2 separate regions of the Hordeum vulgare genome follow, and region 2 is linked to region 1. Evidence: chromatin contacts called from public Hi-C data. All regions are on one chromosome and are shown on one strand. Each heading gives the region's core, a stretch centred on a gene start, on an enhancer-like site or on the middle of the called end of the contact. The rest is flanking DNA. Distances are from core to core; before and after follow the strand shown. Region 1 has its middle 28 kb from the start of LOC123412363. Region 2 has its middle 100 kb from the start of LOC123408874.

The links. A called contact is a pair of places that touch in the nucleus more often than the background predicts.
Region 2: a contact with region 1 is called in a Hi-C map of leaf, with 3 times the contacts expected there. The contact joins two enhancer-like sites. A contact is called at or near these places in 3 of 6 Hi-C or Micro-C datasets (leaf and seedling).

The regions. Positions count from the first base shown.
Region 1 is chr7H:526,338,660-526,344,357 of MorexV3_pseudomolecules_assembly, reverse strand. No RefSeq gene overlaps it. Among protein-coding and RNA genes, the nearest start is that of LOC123412363, 28 kb to the right of the region's middle. Within about 2 kb of position 2,052, at least 3 of the 3 cell types and tissues checked have open chromatin away from gene starts, as enhancers often do. A contact at or near this core is called in leaf, where this site is marked.
Region 2 is chr7H:526,636,901-526,642,598 of MorexV3_pseudomolecules_assembly, reverse strand. No RefSeq gene overlaps it. Among protein-coding and RNA genes, the nearest start is that of LOC123408874, 100 kb to the left of the region's middle. Within about 2 kb of position 3,333, at least 1 of the 3 cell types and tissues checked has open chromatin away from gene starts, as enhancers often do. A contact at or near this core is called in leaf, where this site is marked.

The DNA.
Region 1 (5,698 bases), core at 803-3,302:
CGTCGCTCACTTGCATCTCCTGCGCGAAGGTTCGACTACTTGCCGCAATAAACTGACGTATAGGAAATTCCCATGTAGACCTCCTAGTCAGCGTTCAAGCATTAGGCAACCAAACTAGCCCTCATGCGTGCCTCCCATGTGGGTCGGCCCTACTACGCAAGCACTCGCTCTCTCTCGCTTTTCATTCGGTTGCCATTGACTATTGAAAAAACAAGAATCCACTTTTTTTTAAAAGAGTGGAGTTGGAAAAGGTTCATAATTCTATAAAATGATGAATTTGGAAAAAAAATCATGAATTTAAGAAAGGTTCATAAATTTGAAAACAATTCATGAACTTAGGAAAGGTTCATAAGTTTGAAAAAAGATCTACAAAATTGAAAAGTAAATCATGAATTTTTAAAAAGGTCATAAAATTTGAAAATGGTTCACGAATTTGAAAACAACTTTGTAAATTTGGAAAAAGTAGACAAAAATTTAAAAGCTCAAGGTTAAAGAAAGTTCATAAGTTTGAAAAAGTTTAAAATTTTAAATAAAAAAACTAGTACTCCCTCCGATCCATACAACTCTGTACTAAACTAGCGTCAATTCATATGGATCGGAGAGAGTAAGAAGTTTCTGAAGTTTTTGAATTAGAAGCTTCCCAAGATCAGTTGGAATCTCTAGATGGAAGCTTATGCTTCCCAGAACCGGCCAGAAGCTACACAAAAACTAGGACGGTTCTGCGTTATCAGCCGGCCAAGTTTCGGCCAAGTTTCTTCTAGCGTTTGATTTGGGGTGTGCGCTACATGCCAAGATGTGTGCAAGGAGCGTTTAAAACTATTCATAATAGAAGTAATATAAGTAGTATCATAGATGCCACCTAAGTAAAAAATATGATGTGACAACTAATTAATGAAAAGATAGAAAAATTGAATAACTTAACATGTTACTACCCCTATAAGTAACATGTCAAATATCAATGCAAGATGAGTCTATAAGTTAATAAATGAAAAGCTCAATGTTACTATCCATGTGTTACTCATCGTGAAAATAATCACTTAGACTAGTAACATATGCATTTTACTATTTTATATGTTATTTCTCATTATGAATAGTCTAAGGCCCACGAGGAGAGTTGGCCTTTCATGTCTTCTGAAACGTGACACACATCATTCGTCTTCCTTCGACATGGAGTAACATTCGAGCGAATTCTCGTTCTATGAAGACGGAACAGATACGGCAATAAGTATAATATAGTACTCCCTTTATCTCAAAATAAATGTTTTAAATTTTGTATAATTTTATAATATAACTAATATAAAGTTGAGATAGTTATTGCATTGCTCCCAATATGCAGGAGAGATGAGAGTTCGTATCATCACATGGTGGTTGGACGGAAACAAACGGCCACGGAGGGGCCCAGGGTGGATGCTCTGTCCAAAACCTCTCCCGGCCTCCAAAGGCTGCTGGCTCCTTGGACTGATCAAAAGTCCAGCCCTTGCATTATCCTCCCAATTGTTTATTTTACCATCACCATGATAGGTGACTTGCTTTTCCACGACAGCTCTGATTGCAAGATCCTGTGTTTTTGGACGATTCACATGATATAGGTCTTGAGTAGTTTGAGCCCTGATCCACATGGCATCATGCTTCATGGCAGCTCCATCATGTACATCTGATCATTGCATTCAGGCTTCAGCTAATTAGTTTTTAACTAGTTAATGGATTAAGTAGTTGCTCCGTGTTATAATATAACAAGATTTGACATAGAATATTCCGGCCAAATACATATGCCGTCCAAGAATACAAAATTGTGCTATTCATTGATTGATCAACTTGAGATGAGCATGCGTGGGGACCGAGGCCGTTTTATGTATCCGAATGCTGGCTAATTTTTTTTAATATTGCATTTTTTATTCTTTTTGAAAAATAATGCATCGAATCGATTTTTTAAAAAAATAAGCCTGCCTCGGCCACCCTCTAGCCGATTGGAGGCTGTCGGCTTTGGTGGGGCCGACAGGAGGCAGTCGGCCGGGCCTAGGACGATTAGTGGCTCTCGGCCACGTGGTAGCCGAGTAGTGGCCAGGCCACTGCCTGTCGGCCTAGGCGTGGCCGACTAGTGGCCACGAGCCAGCCCAGCCCGCCCCTTTCCCCCTCTCCTTGTTCCTCCTTCCTCTTTCTTCCTTCTCCCTTCTCCCATTCTATCTTATGTCCTTTCTCTCTTTCTTCTCCTTCCTTCTCCCTCCACACAAAAAATCTTCCATTTCCACGTTTTGAGCCGTACTTTTATTGTGTAAGGAGGAGGGCATCCAAACTATCCGTCTCACTCACGATGATATTTTATGTAAGAAAACTTATGTGTATTCTATGTATTGAGTACTTTTATTTTGAACGTTAGCTATTTTCCCGACTCCATTTCCCGCCCATATTCCCCCAATCGGCCAAGCCATTTCGTTCCCTCCTCCATTGCCGCCAATATTTCCACATCTCCATTCCCGCCAAATTTTTCGCACCACCTTTCCCGCCAAATTTTGCCCGTTTCTTTTCCCGCCAACTTTTTACCCTCTTATTTCCCGCCAAATCTTTCCCACCTCATTTCCCTCCTCGTTTTCCCGCCATCTTCCTGGTCATCTAAGTCTATAAAAGGAGGCATTGGATTGCCTTCCTCCATCATCCAGCCTCACTTGAGAACACTAGCACTGCCTTCCTCCATCATCCATTCAATATGAGTTTGCCTTGCTCGGATCAGAGCATCAGGCCTAAGAAAATGCAGAGTGCGAGTTTGCCTCGGGGTGTGGAAGCAGTTCGATGTTGGTGCGGTGATCTCTGCAAGGTGAAGGAGGTGACGGATTTTTCAGATTGGTTGGGCATGAAAATTTTCATGTGCGCCAATTATGAATCTGATCCGCCCGAATCTATTTCTGCGTACCTCAGGCCTCCGGTATGCTCAAGTTATCTAGAGTAAATATGTTGTTGATATTATTGTTTACTTGATATTTATATATATTTTTTGTAGTCTCCTCCTCCTCTCTGCATGTACTATCGTTGGATTGACACGGAAATGCCGGACTGGGCGGTGACCGAGATTCGTGAAAGAGGTCGCCGTGCATGGGCTAGCTTGGACTTGGAAGAGCGCCGCGAGAAGGCTGAAGCAGAGGAGAAAGCAGAGCAGAAGAAAGAGTGGGAAGATTACTGTGTGGAGCAGAGGGCTTTTATTGATGAGATGAAAAGGAAGAACCAAGAAGAGAAACTTTGGTTGGAGGAGGTTTACAGACAGCGGGAACAAGCCCGTGAAACTGAGAGGGAGAGAAAGAGAGAAAGGGCTCATGCGGCCAAAGCAGCAGAAGAAGCCGGTGATGGAAAAGGAAAATATCCACGCTGTACTCAGTAGATTTATTTTAATTTCAGCAAGTTGTATCTTAATTTCAGCAAGTTGTATTTTAATTCCGGCAAGGTGTATCTTAGTTTGTCTGTAATCTCAAGTTATTGGTAGTATATGTGTTATCCACGAAGAACCAACTGAGCATATTTTGTTCCCGCCTTGCTTTCCCGCCATTTTGTTCCCGCCTTGCTTTCCCGCCATTTATTTCCTGCCTTGCTTTCCCGCCATTAGGTTTTTGTCTCGCTCTTCGGCACCTATAAAACCCTCTCCACAGCAAGGTTGGTAAGGAGTGTGCACAAAATGTCTCATTATCCTTTCGATCGTAGTTTTCACAGTGGTATGTCCGAGTGTCTTCTACGCTTGCCTAGCAATTTCAAGATAGACAATAGAATAGTTTGATGGGACGAACTCATCAGTAGTGACACGCTACTGAATGAGGTTGCTCGTGCATTAGCTAGGAAGGGGTGCCTGCAAGGACATATGAGGAGATTCGGAAGGAACTTCTGCGGTTGAATGAAAGATGAAAGAAGAAAGGCCAGCACATACGCGGTGGAGGTGGAGTAAAACATCCCTTTTATGGATTGACGATAGCGAGGACGAAGACGATATCTTCATGCCGAGTAGCAAGGACAAGAGGGCGGCATCAACGAGTGCCAAGAGTACCGCTTCGTCGAAGGGCTAGAGCTCTGCATCATCGAAGGATGACGACGACTTTATGTAGTTTTTGTATGAACTCTGCATCTTAATGTATCTTATTTTATGTATCTTAATTCATGTATCTTATTTTATGTATCTCCAGAATCTTACTTTGTTTGTAATCTCAAGTTATTGGTAGTATATGTGTTATCCACGATGAACCAACTGAGCATAGAAATAGATAGAAATATGTCTCATAGATAAAATACACATAAGTCTCATAGATAAAATACACATAAGTCTCATACATAAAATACACATAAGTTTCTTACATAAAATACACATAAGTCTGAAGTGATACATTGAAGGGCAAAGAGTTTGCTTCACTCACGACGTCTCGGTTGGCGCTTTGGGGTGTGGGGGTGTACTCCATCCCCACCTGTGGGGGGCCTTAATGTTACGAGGAGGAATCTCGGATCCACCCTGGTCATACTGTGTATCCTGTGTGGGCCACGGTGGAGGAGTCGAAAACATGTCCAACCACATGTTTTGCTGCGATGGTGGCTCATCTGGTTCACTCCCTAACCCGGATCTTCCTCCACGGTAGCAGATCCAGTTGCTAATTGTGCAGCTACTGCTTCAACATGTGCCCTGACAGCAGCATCTCTTGCAGCTCTCCTGTCCCTAACATGTCTCTGTGTGCAAACATTTAGTCTGTTACGTATCACCTCATATTTCCATTGTTGGTTCTGCTTGCAGAGTTTCTTAAATAGATTCATGAGGTTCTTATTTCTAAACTGCAAGAAGAAATTTGCCCCTAGATGGCGCATGCACCAACGACTCTGAATGTCCTGCCAAGGAGTTTGTTCACCGGGAGCAGGGTTTGACAATGTCTTGATCGCGCTGAGTATACCTGCATGCCTATCATGAAGGATGCACACATTCTACTTATCTTGCACAACAGCTATTTTCAACTGCCTGAAGAACCATGTCCAACTCTAGATGTTCTCGCTCTCCACAAAAGCAAATGCAAGTGGGACGACTTGATTTTGCCCGTCTTGACCTATGGCTGTGAGGGTCTGACCCTTGTACTTGCCAGTGAGAAATGTGCCATCAACACATATCACCGGTCGACAAGATCTGAAAGCTTCAATGCAGGCACCGAAAGAGAAGAACAACCGATGCAACACCCTAACCGTTGGGAACTCTGGCAGGTACAACTCTTGGATGTCAACATACGTGCCAGGATTCCGGTTCTGTAGTGTGTGCACGAGCCGAACAACAAAGTCATATGCATCAAAATATGAACCAAATTTGGTCTCCAGTGCCTTCTGCTTAGCTCTCCAAGCCTTGCCATATGATATGTTGTACTTTAACCTGACGAAGACTTTTTTCTGGATAGCCTTCAATTCCATCGCCTTGCACTCCACAATCTCGCTGTAAAGCAAGCGAGCAATCATAGTGGAAGTAAGGTTGGGATGATCTTGAGGGATGCATGGAATAACACAATTATGACTAACTAAGTCACTTATGACCCAGCTTGTGTCGTACTTAGGGAGATATCCATGCACCCTTGCGGGACAACCCTGATTTCTACAAACCATTGTCAACTTATCCGGACAAGAAACTTGAGCTACAAATACCCTTTGAGTGGACATTGCCCAATTAAGGATGGCATCCTTGAGAGCTTGTTTGTTCGGG
Region 2 (5,698 bases), core at 2,084-4,583, 300 kb before region 1:
CAAACATAAGCGTTCATACATACGCACATACACTCACGCACACACGTACACGATATCCCTATGATGACCTTCGAGAGACTGAGGCAACACATCATCTTGAAATTTTACGAAGTTATCGTTGGCGCCTCGTAACGAAAACATCTCTTTTCAATGAACACGCATCGTCGGAAATCCTGAAATAAATTTAGAATATATGCGAGCACCAGAACTTGAATCCTGATGTATCGAAGATACGAGTGTGTTCTTAATCATCCAATCAAAGATTGGTTTGCCTTCAGAAAATAATGTTGGGGAAGTGATATTAGTAAATTGGTTGTGTTACGTAGCATAGCAGACTCTGTAGATGTAAACGTTATTGTTGCTAAATAAAGTAAGAAAAGAAACATTAAACAAATAAAAATTGGCGTGCTTTTATATGTCAGTGATGAAGTCTCCCATTTAGCTGGATGGTAAATGTCAAAGTAGTGGCATCGGTGCTTTTACAGTAATCTTCACAAATTGTGCACACCACTATGTACACAAAGTAAAACGAATAAAAACTTACAAACATAAATATAAGGACAGAAGAAAAAGGCTTCTCAATTTCATCACAAATGCATGGCATATGTTCTACGCAAATGTTATTACTTGCCAAAATTCATATACCAAACACACACCAAAAACATATAAAGTTAATAGAGGGGTTGAGCATGGGGGAGAAGATCACTAGGGGATGTCGTGGCAGAGGAGGACACTCAGGTGGTTGGGGAGGATGCTGGGTACATGGGCAGCGCCAACAATCTTGTCAGATCCGGATCCTGTGGTGCTCGGGCGTCTGGTCAGGCCCGAATCTTGCTCGGCGCCGGGACAACGTCTGGTGGTGCTCGACATCGGGCCGGAACCACCAGCAACGCAAGATGGGCGGCATGGCCTCCCCGCGCCGTCGAGGAGGGGCATGAGCGACCCTCGACGTGGAGGGAGCCAACTGTGACGGTGCGTGTATCGTCGGGTTGGCAGCTCAGAACTTTGGGAAAAAAATTCCCCAAAAGTGTTGTCCGCCGATGAAATATAGGCCAGTATTAGCGGCCCTGGGAATAAGACCAACGCCGACCATAATCAGAATAGCTATCCCCAGTGTAAGTGATGCACCAAACGCCCATGATACATTTTTTTCATTGAATAATTTAAATTTTGGAAATATAATAGTGAAGTTAATAAGTTGAAACTTTTCATGTTTTGTTACCGTGATCTCTATTGGCTTCGGTTAAAAATTTGAGAATGCTTCATTGAGTTTGCATTGAACATTGCATAGAAAATTGATGTTTTAACGGAAATACATATCTTCATGAAAAGTCCGATGCTTCAATGTGTCCATGAGTGGTTGTGAATGACTGAGTTTTTCAATCCTTCCACCTTGGTTCCGAAGAAGCAAGTCAGAAAGGTTGAGGCATAGAACCATCTAATTTGATTCGTTCCCAATAATTATGAGATGATTATCTTAGGGTGATCTTTTTGTCAACCAATGCTCTTGTTACATTCGTAGTCTCTCAAGAATGAAAACCCACGGTATAGGATCTACATCAGTAAGTCAAACATTGTATACGCCATTAATTTGATTCTTTATAGGAACTACCTTTAACAATCTTAATTAAGCGAAATCTTTCTGAAACCGACATCAAAGCCAACTCACATGCAGACCACATAAATTCCAATTACCATTCCAATTACATAAATTCCAAGCATCAGAACAGATCTTGGCTATAGCTGTTAGTGCCCACCATTATGTGGCATTCACCATGGGCCGTTCAAGTGATTGTCATACCACGTAAGCAGATTGTACCACTTGCGGTAATGGACCTTAATTTTATTTATGTGAGCACTTGAAACATCTACCACCACAGTTATCAAATCTGGCTCACTACTCGTTCACGGATAGTGACCTGTTAAATCTCAAATTCTCGACCACACAACCGCATACGTCACGTCCGACACCGTATATTTATACTACTCATGCAACGTGAAGTAGTCTACACAAATCAAACAGCGGGCATAGAAATCGGCAACACGAACAACGAAATACAAATACACATAATGCACTCTACAGCATCCAAAGATCACCACAATTAATCACCTGCCAAGTTCTGAACTAAAATTACTAAAAAATGATAATATTAAACGGAGGAGGAACATCTTCCTTGTCAGCCCTTTGCCCTTCCGGTCGTCAGCATAACTGTAGGCGTCCGTCGCAGCTGGCGGACCATTGGAGTCGTCGGACATGGAGCCGTGATCGTTGTCGTCGCCCGAGGAGGAATCAGAGATGCCAAGAGGCCCTTATCTGTCGGATGGCCCGTACTGCTGCCGCTTGAGCTGGGCCACCCTCGCCGCCTTTGTCACTGCCTCCACCATTGTCTTCGCCGCCTCACGCTCCGACTATGGCTAGCCAAAGCGCATTGCCCTTCTTCCTCTGGAGCCGGTAAGCGTTTGCCTTCGCCGTGTAAGAAAGCAACGGTAGAACCAAGCGAGGAATCGCTCCTCCTCGTCGGATACTATGAGCAACCCACATTGGCGACGAATGAATTACCCATCCGCGTCCCTCTCCCTTGTTCGCTAGGCCCGCAAAGCATGCATTAACACCCATTGCTACCCTTTGGAGCAACGGCCGACGGAGAAGGTGGATGACGGAGGGGCGACACGGATCTGCGCACGGGCCGCAAGGGGCCAGCTCTGTTGTCCGCAAAGCACAAGCCGGGGAGCGGCAATAAGGCACATCCGGAATTGCTCCCTGTGGCCACCTTTGACCGCTCTAGTGCAATGCGGAGGGCCAACTCCTCGTCAACAACAAGCTCGGAGTCGGAGCGGTAGCTGGAGCTCAACATGCTCGTCAGAGTCGTCGGATTGGATCAAAATCGGAAAAATCACAGGAGGGGAGAAGAAGAGACAGAGCGAGAGCGGAGTGAAGTGAGCAAGGGTTTTCGGATTAAGGGTTTCCGTGGGGACAATGTGAGGTCGAAGGTGGGTCCTGCTAACGTGGGGGACGAGCCCGGGCATGCCGCATATCCACCCTGCTTTTTAAGGCCGGTTTGAGATACCCGGATGGGTCGGTTTTTTTGAGCGGTGAGGGATCCGTCTGTCGACCCGTTCACACGTTTGAGACCGATTTAAGGCGTTCGGTTTGTTGATGTTCTTGAATAATCAAGATGTTTCATTTGTCGGCACTTTCACAAAAAAGCAATGTCACTTTCATTTAAAGTTGTGCCACACCATTTGGGTCCACCTGATTTGTGAGAGTGACCCGCATTTCAGGAAGCTTTTCGACAGAAAATGCTAGCATCTTTGTATCCATGCGTTGTTAATCATGTGACCCTTGAAATGTTGGCGAGACACAAAAGATGTAGACAGATAGACCTTCTTAACCACTCTAATTACAACTACGATTTTGACATATCAAATATTTATATGAATCAGCTTAATATTAAAACACGAATATAAATAGAAAAACATTTGAGGGCTCCAGTTAACAAATAATGAAACCAATTCTTCCATACTATTACTACCCTCCAAAAAAATATATTCTTCTACAAGTACTACAACAACTAGGGCTTATCCTTACGTCGTTTGCTTGGATTGGAAGTTCGAAATGTCTACTTTAAAACATCTCTATCACTTGTCCGAAATTATAGCTCCCTACTAAAGTGCAATTCGCGCTTTGTTGTGCCACCTCTAATTTATATTAATTATCATTCAAACAAATGTATCTACCTTTCAAATATGTTTAGATACATATGAAAGACAACAAACGTGGACTGGAGGGGTTTTTATAATTCAAGGTGAAAAGTTTTACACCCAAAATCATAGAACCAAGCTAAATCGAGTTGACATATATTTCTATTAATTCGGTTTATGGCGTTCGGTCAAATGTTTCCATTGCTAGTTGTTTGTATTCGGGTATCGGCATTTTTCATACTATCAGAGCATCTCTAGCAGACCTCGTATAATACTCCGACCAGCAAAATAACCGTCAAAATACGGGTCTGCGCGAAAATGTTGTCCGATCAGACCCCGCAAAAGCGTCCGACCCGTAAACTTTTTTGATGGCGCAGCAAAATCCCCTCCCAGACCCCCGAGAAAACACATGTTTCCGCCTCGCCTATACGGTGCCTTTTATCCCAGGAAAACATTTGGTGGGAGGGACATTTCAGCTCGCGCCCTTTCCCCACCCCCTTCGCCGCCGCCCTGCCATTGGTTCCGCCCGTCCGCCGCCGACGATTCCGCCAAATCTGCGGACTGAATTGCGTCGCGAGGGCGCCCCTGCCGTCTTCCGCCGAGCCACTGCACCGACTCCCCCGGATCCGCCAATCCACCGCGGTCGGAGAGCTACCGTTGGAGATGGAGTTGAGACTATGCGAGAAGTTTTTGCTCGAGGATTCATCCGATTCGGATGACTCAAATGTTGAGACAGTGCTTTTCACATTTCGCCAGCAGAGTTTGGTGATGGCCCTTGCTGTGAAGGAGCACGAAGAAGAGAACCGAAAGAGGCGGCGAGGATGGAACGTCGGCCACTTTGCATTTTCCTCGAAATCGCCATCTCGGGAACGAGATGTTGATGCTACGGTGATTTGAATAATTATTGTACTTTGAATGATTATTGTATTGTAATATTAACATTTTACTTATATTGCACATTAGTAATTCTAATTTATGGGGTCTTTGGTTTGCGGGTCGACGCGGTGGCGTCCGAGAAGACCCTGCATTGCCGATCCGTAAAATAAATTTTTTTTACGAATATCCTTTTTTACGGGTCTGATTTACAGGATCTGACTATGTCCGCACCCGCGCTGGCCCGTAAAATCCTTTTTCCGCAAACTATAAATGATTTTTTAGATTGGCTTTATACAGGATCTGCTAGAGAATACACTCTCTTCCATACTTAATTTTCTCTAGCTTCCCTACTTTGATGGTATGTGTACATTACACTCTCCAACGGGTTCACATGTTGGCTTCGCTATCCTACAACATCCGATTTCTTTTTTCTGTTCTGGCCCTCCTCAACGCTAGCGTGGCGTGAGTCTTTTATGAAAAATCTATCGTTCGAGATGCCCGACCGGATGACGGACAAACCGGTGGCTCGCTCGCTCGCTGCAGAACCAGCAAGCTTCCCTGGGACTACCGCGTCAGAAACGCACGCAGGAGAAAACCAGTCCGGCCCTCTCCCGACAGCGAAATAATCAACAAATGCAACACGTCAAAGGATGATCAAATCACAAGTTAAGAAATACACCTTTTAAAGGTTACTTCTACTTCTTTCGGTTATGACAAATAACCCATTGTATGCGTGTTACTTGTCTCAACCTGATTTTTTTTTTACGGATTTATTTTTTCAAAAGATTTTATTTCTTAAATCGTGCGTCCAAATCTCGATCCGTCTTTATCGTTGAATTTATCGCGTCAAGATCTTTAAAGCAAGATCTCATGTTGACAGATTTTGACGAACTTTTTTTCAAAAAAAATTAAACAAAAAAACCGAGTCTCTCGCGATAGAGAGAAAACACAAAAACGCGTTTTTTTCCTTTCCGAGAGGCACGATTGTGCCTTTCACGAAGGTAAAACCGTACCTCTCGTAAAAAAACACGTTTTTTCCTTTTCAAGAGGCACGGTGTCCCTCTCACGAAGGTAAAACCGTACTTCTCGCGGAAGGAAAAACCGCGTCTCTCGTGAAAAA